Regions from separate parts of the Mus musculus genome. Here region 1 is linked to region 2. Evidence: chromatin contacts called from public Hi-C data. All regions are on one chromosome and are shown on one strand. The core of a region is the stretch at or near the end of the contact, and the rest is flanking DNA. Distances in the headings are between cores, read along the strand shown.

The links. Hi-C and Micro-C count contacts between places; a contact is called where the count stands out from the background.
Region 1: a Hi-C map of cerebellum shows a contact between it and region 2, with 4 times the contacts expected there. The contact joins the promoter of Fbxw8 here to the enhancer-like site in region 2. A contact is called at or near these places in 3 of 39 promoter capture datasets (hippocampal neurons, liver and neural stem cells), 5 of 484 Hi-C or Micro-C datasets (CD4 T cells, DN3 thymocytes, cerebellum and 2 more), 2 of 115 datasets of contacts at active chromatin or transcription factors (embryonic stem cells and extraembryonic endoderm stem cells) and 4 of 9 other capture datasets (adipose tissue, embryonic stem cells, liver and 1 more).

What each region holds. Positions count from the first base shown.
Region 1 is chr5:118,153,914-118,157,274 of GRCm38.p6, reverse strand. Fbxw8 (F-box and WD-40 domain protein 8) reads left to right here and starts at 1,817. Exons shown (of 11, transcript NM_172721.2): 1 at 1,817-2,211. The coding sequence starts at 1,894.
Region 2 is chr5:118,002,609-118,005,737 of GRCm38.p6, reverse strand. All of the region lies in intron 11 of Fbxo21 (F-box protein 21), which reads right to left. Among named protein-coding and RNA genes, the nearest start is that of Tesc, 24 kb to the left of the region's middle. Within about 2 kb of position 1,722, at least 7 of the 459 cell types and tissues checked have an H3K27ac peak or open chromatin away from gene starts, as enhancers often do. A contact at or near this core is called in cerebellum, where this site is marked.

The DNA.
Region 1 (3,361 bases), core at 568-3,067, 150 kb before region 2:
CACACACACACACACACACGAGCCTACCAACAGACACACAGGACGACTGATGAAGGCTCAGGCCTCTGACCTCAAGGCTATATTTATAGAGTCCATACAACTTTGGCTGTCTGCCAGAGGTGGCTGTGTAACAGATGACATCACTGTTTACTTTTGGGTGACCAGGACAGCCAGCGACAGCCATTTTGTGCTGACTCAGAGTGACCCCTCAACCGCATGTTCAGCCTTAGCCACCCTTGCCTACATCAGCACCCTGTTCTTGAAACATAAACTGGCCCTTATGTCTTTCCATTCACAACACACATCTGGGAACATGGACTTAGGTCACCCCAATCTCACGTCCCATTGTGTCAGAGATTTCATGAAAAGAACAAGGAAAATTAAAAAAAAAAAAATCAAGAGCAGTTTAAAATACATCGGTGGAAATATCAAGTAGGGGTGGGGACTCGCTGTTGTAGGTACTACCTGGTGACATTCTGAAGTTTTGGGTTGGTGGAAGATAGGAGTCGATGAGGCTAATATAGCAAACGGTTTCTCCTGACAGTCACAAGGGGGCTAGGTTTGACAGTCACAGGGGGGCTAGGTTTGACTGACAGTCACAGGGGAGCTAGGTTTGACACAGAGGCAGGAACAGAATGATTAATAGGGGGCGCTAATGATAGCCCAAGACAAACCATTATTACACTCTAGACTTGCAACATTCCAACCTTCCCACAGTGGCTGCAGTTCTGATGAGCTAAGCAGCCTTGTGGAAGACTCAACGGGAGGTGGGGGTTCCTTCCAGAACATTCCTTCACAGATCCTTTCCTACGGTACCGACTTTGGACCTGTAGTCCTGGAAATCTCTGCTGATTTTCCATAGCTGTTTCCCCGCCCCCCTCCCCACCCCCTGTTTATCAGCTAGTAGCTTAAATGGCATTTCCTCAGAGAGGTCTTCATGACAGCTCTTTTTTTGTTTTTGTTTTTGTTTTTGTTTTTGTTTTGTTTTGTTTTGTTTTTGTTTTTCGAGACAGCGTTTCTCTGTGTAGCCCTGGCTGTCCTGGAACTCACTCCATAGACCAGGCTGGCCTCGAACTCAGAAATCCACCTGCCTCTGCCTCCCGAGTGCTGGGATTAAAGGCGTGCGCCACCACGCCTGGCTTCATGGTGGCCACTAATTGGCTCCTCCCTCTGTCCATCACTTTGTTATCTGACCCGATTTCTTATTTTTCTATATAACCTTTCCTGCGGATTCAGACATTCACATTAAAAAGATCTTTACTGGGAGGCAGAGGTGGGCGGATTTCTGAGTTCGAGGCCAGCCTGGTCTACAGAGTGAGTTCCAGGACAGCCAGGGCTACACAGAGAAACCCTGTCTCGAACCCCCCCCCCCCCCAAAAAAATCTTTACCTCTGTTTTATTGGAATGTTAGTTTTAAGAAGGCAGAGATGGTTAATTGGGTGTGGTGTGTGTAGATCTGAAGGGTAACATCAGGTTGGGCTGGCTCCGCAGAAAAGAATGCTTGCTGCGAAGCCTGGTGACTTGAGAGTTCGATCCCTGAGACCCACTTGGTGGAAGGCAAGAACTGAATCCTCCAATTTGTTCTGTGACCTACACACACACACACACACACACACACGCACGCACTAAATAAATAAATAAATGCAATAAAAACCGCTACATTAAAAAACGCGACCTTTTGCAATATGTATATAGCAGCCATTTAAAGCATGGCTTGCTTGGTACAAAGGTGCCAAAAACAAGGGATGTCGAAGCAGAGGGGCGTGGCTGCCCGGAACCTACAAGACGCGCTCCCGGAAGTCTCCAGGCCGACTACGGACACTTCCGGCGGATGGACAGTCCGTCCCCATTCTGGCAGCCCCTGGGTGCCGCGTCGGCCTGGGCGCGTCAAGCATGGACGACCACAACCTGGAGGAGTTCCGCCGGCACTGGCAGGAGGAGTTGGCGCAGTCACAGGCGCTGAGGCGACGGCGGCGGCTCGAGGCTGGGGAGCGGCGGTCGCCGCGAAGGCCCGAGGCGGGAGCGCGAGGCGAGCCGGCCTCGGGCTACCTGGGGCTGGCGCAGGGGCTGCTGGAGGGCGCGGGCCGACCCCCGGCGCCCAGGCCTGGCCGGGGAGGCGACAGGAAGGATACGTCCAGCCGATCGCGCTCACCCCCAGACCGCGACGCCACGGAGCCCGAGCCGCTGGTGGATCAGCTCATCCGCGACTTGGTGAGTGGCCGGGGACAAGATGTCTCTCCCTGTGGGCCCACCATCTATGGTGGGGAAAGTCGCGGACGCGGGCACAGCGGGAACCCTGAACACCCAGATGTCCCTGGAACGAGTGGTTCTCCTTCAGCAGCTTTGCCTGTAAACATCTTGAGGTGTTGACAGTAGGTGTGTGCGCATTCTTGGGTTTGTAAGAAGGTTGAGGAATGTTCGCAAACATCCAGGACACCCTTCCCCCCCCCCCCCCCCCGGCTAAAAAGAATCCGCCCATAAAGGACTACGTGTGAGTTGGAGAAATACTATTCTAGAAACGTCCCAAACCATGGAAGAAAGGTTGACTTCGGAGAGGAAGGTCAAGAAAAAGCAGAGGACGGAATTAATGTTCTTTTTTTTTTCTCTGTATTTTTTTATTTTCCTAACGTAACGTGTTATCTAAATTAAAAAAATAAACCATAAATCAGAAGAAACGAAAGGACTACGGCGAAGAAGAAACCTTTGGTCAGTATTTTTAGGAGGCTCTTAGCCTTTGGAGGGCATGTGTCCCTCGGAGAATCAGGAACCTCTTTCTCCGGCCTCATTGACCAAGTCGGGAGAATCAAATCAAGACCCCTCCTGACAAGATCCATGGCTCCCAGGTTAAGAGTTAGGTCAGAAGAGAAGGCTTTAATGGTTTCACTCAAACCAGGTTCAAAGAAAATTTCTACAGCCCAGTGGGGGGGATACTTGTCTGTAAGTGAAAGTTGTTTAGAGAAATGATGGGAAAGGGCTGGAGAGATGGCTCAGTAGCTAAGAGCGCAACAGGCTTTTCAGGAGTTGGGTTTCTAGTACCCGTGCCAGGTGGCTTACGACCTCTTGTAACTGTAGTTTAGGATATTTAATGGGTCTGGCTTCCATGGGCACTTGCACACACAATTACTCTCCCTGCAGACACGTAATTTTTAAAAAATGGTTAATTTTATGCAATGGAAAGTTTTATTTAAATGACACCAGTAGCTTCTATTTTGAGTTTTAAGGCCATCTTTCTTTTAAACAAGTGTCAGGTGCTCTGCCTTGATTCTAAGATGGCCATATATGAGGTAGATAACTATTTAACTATTTCCTTTTACATATGTTTTTGTTTGTTTGTTGTTTGTTTTGTTTGCAGTTTTCTCAG
Region 2 (3,129 bases), core at 473-2,972:
ACAGAGCCTACAACAAGCATCTCCCAGGAGAGAAGACAGCAAGCAGGACAGAGGCCATGCATCTGGAGGTAACCTGTCACCTGATATGCTTCTAAGCAGCACAACGCTGCGGCTCTCGGGAGAAACGTGTTTCCTTAAACTCCATGGACAGGCGCGCAAGAGACACCACAGGAGCCCTCTATGGGCGCCTAGCCTGGCCCCGCCCTCTCTGGGGGACAGCGGCCAGCACATCCTGCACACCCTGGAGTCTAGTACTCAACTTGCCATCTATACCAAATGCACAGTACGCATTTATCTCCACTCCACTGTTTGAACAGAGGCCACAGACCTCTCTCGGTACTAAGTGTGGATGTCTCTAGTCAAAGGGTTGTGGGGTGGAGCCACCAGAAGAGTGAACGCTTGATATTTTATCCCTAAAAGACAATGCCAGGCCACTGAAATGACTCAGCGGGCAAAGGCACTTGTAGACACCCTAAGACCTCAGTTTGCCCCCCAGGACCCATACAGTGGGGGGAGCCGACTCCCACAAGCCCCCTTCTCATCTCTTCCTGCATGCCACAGTCTGTGCCCACCTCACCACACAGAATCTAAACAAGAGAAGGCCAAATGGCCCCGAACATAACCAACTGTCACTTTATACCCCTCACTCCCACTTCGGGGGTCCTCACCCTGGCACCACACGTGCCAGCAGGAGTGGACGGTGTGAGGCTGCAGTGGAAGAGCAGCCTAGGAAATGTCAGGAGCTATGGAAGGACCTGCCATCCAGCTACGGCTCCTGCGCTCAAAGCCTCACCAAGGGCCCTTAGGTAACAGATGAGACATCGCCTGCCTGCCTGGGGGGGACCATCCCCATTCCCCACCCCCCCAGAAAGGCACACCTCCATAGAGTGAAGGACAGGAGCCAACAGAGTGTGTGCAGTGCTCCCCCTGGTGGCAGCAGGGGGTCTGCCACGCATGCTTTGGAGGGCTAAGGACTAGAAAGTCATTTCGCTACTCAGGAAACTAGACTCACTGACAATTAGATCTGAACTAAAACACACAATACAAATGAACTAACGCAGAGACGCTCAAAGGGAAGCTGAAGGGAGCAGTTTCAAAATGTAGGGCGCTGGCTACTGAGAGCCCAGTGGGTAGGGCCCAAGTCGGGCTTCAGCATCTGTGTGGGCGGCTCACACCCCCAATCACTCCAGCTCCAAAGGACCAACACCTCTTGTCTCTGCAGGCATTGCACTAACCATTCCCCCACCCCCCCACAGGCACATAATTTAAAGCAAAATAAAGTCTTTTAAAACATGTTGCTGCTCAGACCATTGAGTTGGCTCGGTGGGTAAAAGCACGAGCTGTGTACACAGGACCCACACAAAGGGGGAGGAGAGCCAGCTCCTTAACGCTGGCTCAGCCTCCAGCACATGCTTGGGATGTGTGTACACCCCATGCTCATGGCATGTGTGTACGCGCGCACGCACACACACACACACACACACACAAAAACAGTAATTTTCTCTAAAAAAAATTTAAAATCTAGCAAGGTCTCCATCCTATGGCCATGGGCTGTGAGCACCCAACTGTCCTCAGAGACCATGACACACTGGAGTAAGAAGCAGGCTCCTGGCGGGGAGCGGGGGTGGGGAGCGGCCCAGGGAGAAGCCTCTCCTGTCACTGAGCAGATGCAGCAGGCACGCCTGCCTCAAGCACATTACTCCTGCGTCAGCCTGGACCAAGTGCTAGGGCAAACCGCAGTGTCGTAGGTCTCTGGGGAATGACACTCACAGGACACAGTATGACTCCCTGCTAATGACAGAAGCCGAGTTACCTAGGGTCAAACCCAACACCACCTGGTGTGGGCCATGATCCCCGCTCCTCTGGGTGGGGTGGCCTGTGGGGTAGTGATGGCCATGCAGTCAGGCCTCAGACTTCACTGCCAGGTCACAGAGAAAGCAGAGGTAAAGAGACAGTGAGCCAAGCTAGAAGGTCAGACAGCCTGGGCAACCAATGCCTAGATGCCTAAAACAAAAAAAAAATTCAAGTCCTGGTGCAGCAGAGATTGAAGAGAGAAGCTGTGCTATAATGCCAGGCTCTGCAGAGGGAGGGAGCCATAGCGGAACTACGTGGCTGAGCCTGTCACACTGTGCAGGGCTGCCCTGTGACCACTGGGCAATGAGGAAGCTGATGGAACATGGGCTGTTAGCCATGTGGTTTAGTGCTGCTGCAGCTCTAGTTAGCTGCGAAGCAGGATTCTATAACGCTCCTACGATCGCTGGCAAAAAGTCCACATCCCTGTTCAGTGACAAACACATCCAGATGAGGAGCCCGCTGGCAGCAAACAGCACCGTGCGGAGTGTGTCGGCAGGCGCAGGCAGGGTGGAATGTGAGCAGACACTTAGGATCATGGGGTAGAGAACCCAGGCTGGAAGCCCAGCACATAAATCAACAGTTCACAGGTCGCAGGGACAGGTTAGCCCAGGAAGGTGAGTGATGCCTGAGTGTGGCTACAGGAAGAGTCCCTTGCCACCCCTGCACCCCACAGCCAGCAATAGCAGCCCTTGGGAGAGGCCACACTCTGGGCTGACAGGAAGGCCACTGGAAACCAACACAATTACAGGCACTTGCCACTGTGTGGCACTGGGTCAGTGGGCCACACACTTCCTTTTTCCGTAGACTGCTGGCTTGAGCTATTCAGAACATCTAAAGTTCAGTCCTCGGTTTATCAAGTGCATCAGGCAAATGATCTAAGACTAAATGAACTGTTTCTAGAAACTTCCATGCTCTATGTAAAGATGTCACACCTACTGTGTATACGTGGACAACTGATGTGCCTGGTGCTGCCATGCCCATAAGCTTTCTGAGGACAGAAAGTCTCCCTCACCAGTCACCCAACAGAGCCTGGAGAGTTTGAACTGGACTCAGCTTCAAAAGCTGTGGGAGCCTGCAGAACATCCAGGGAGCATGGCGGCACCGTCGCCTTACCCAGAGACCCATCGTGCTGTGACTGCAGGGTCCTCCTAGCCTCCACACGACATGGTCACATATGTGGGAACTATTCCTGCCTTCTGAAACCTTGCCACTTGAGCCCTCGGTATTTTCAGCTTTAGTGTGGGTAGAGCAAGCCTGACGGTTCAGGCCAGAGCC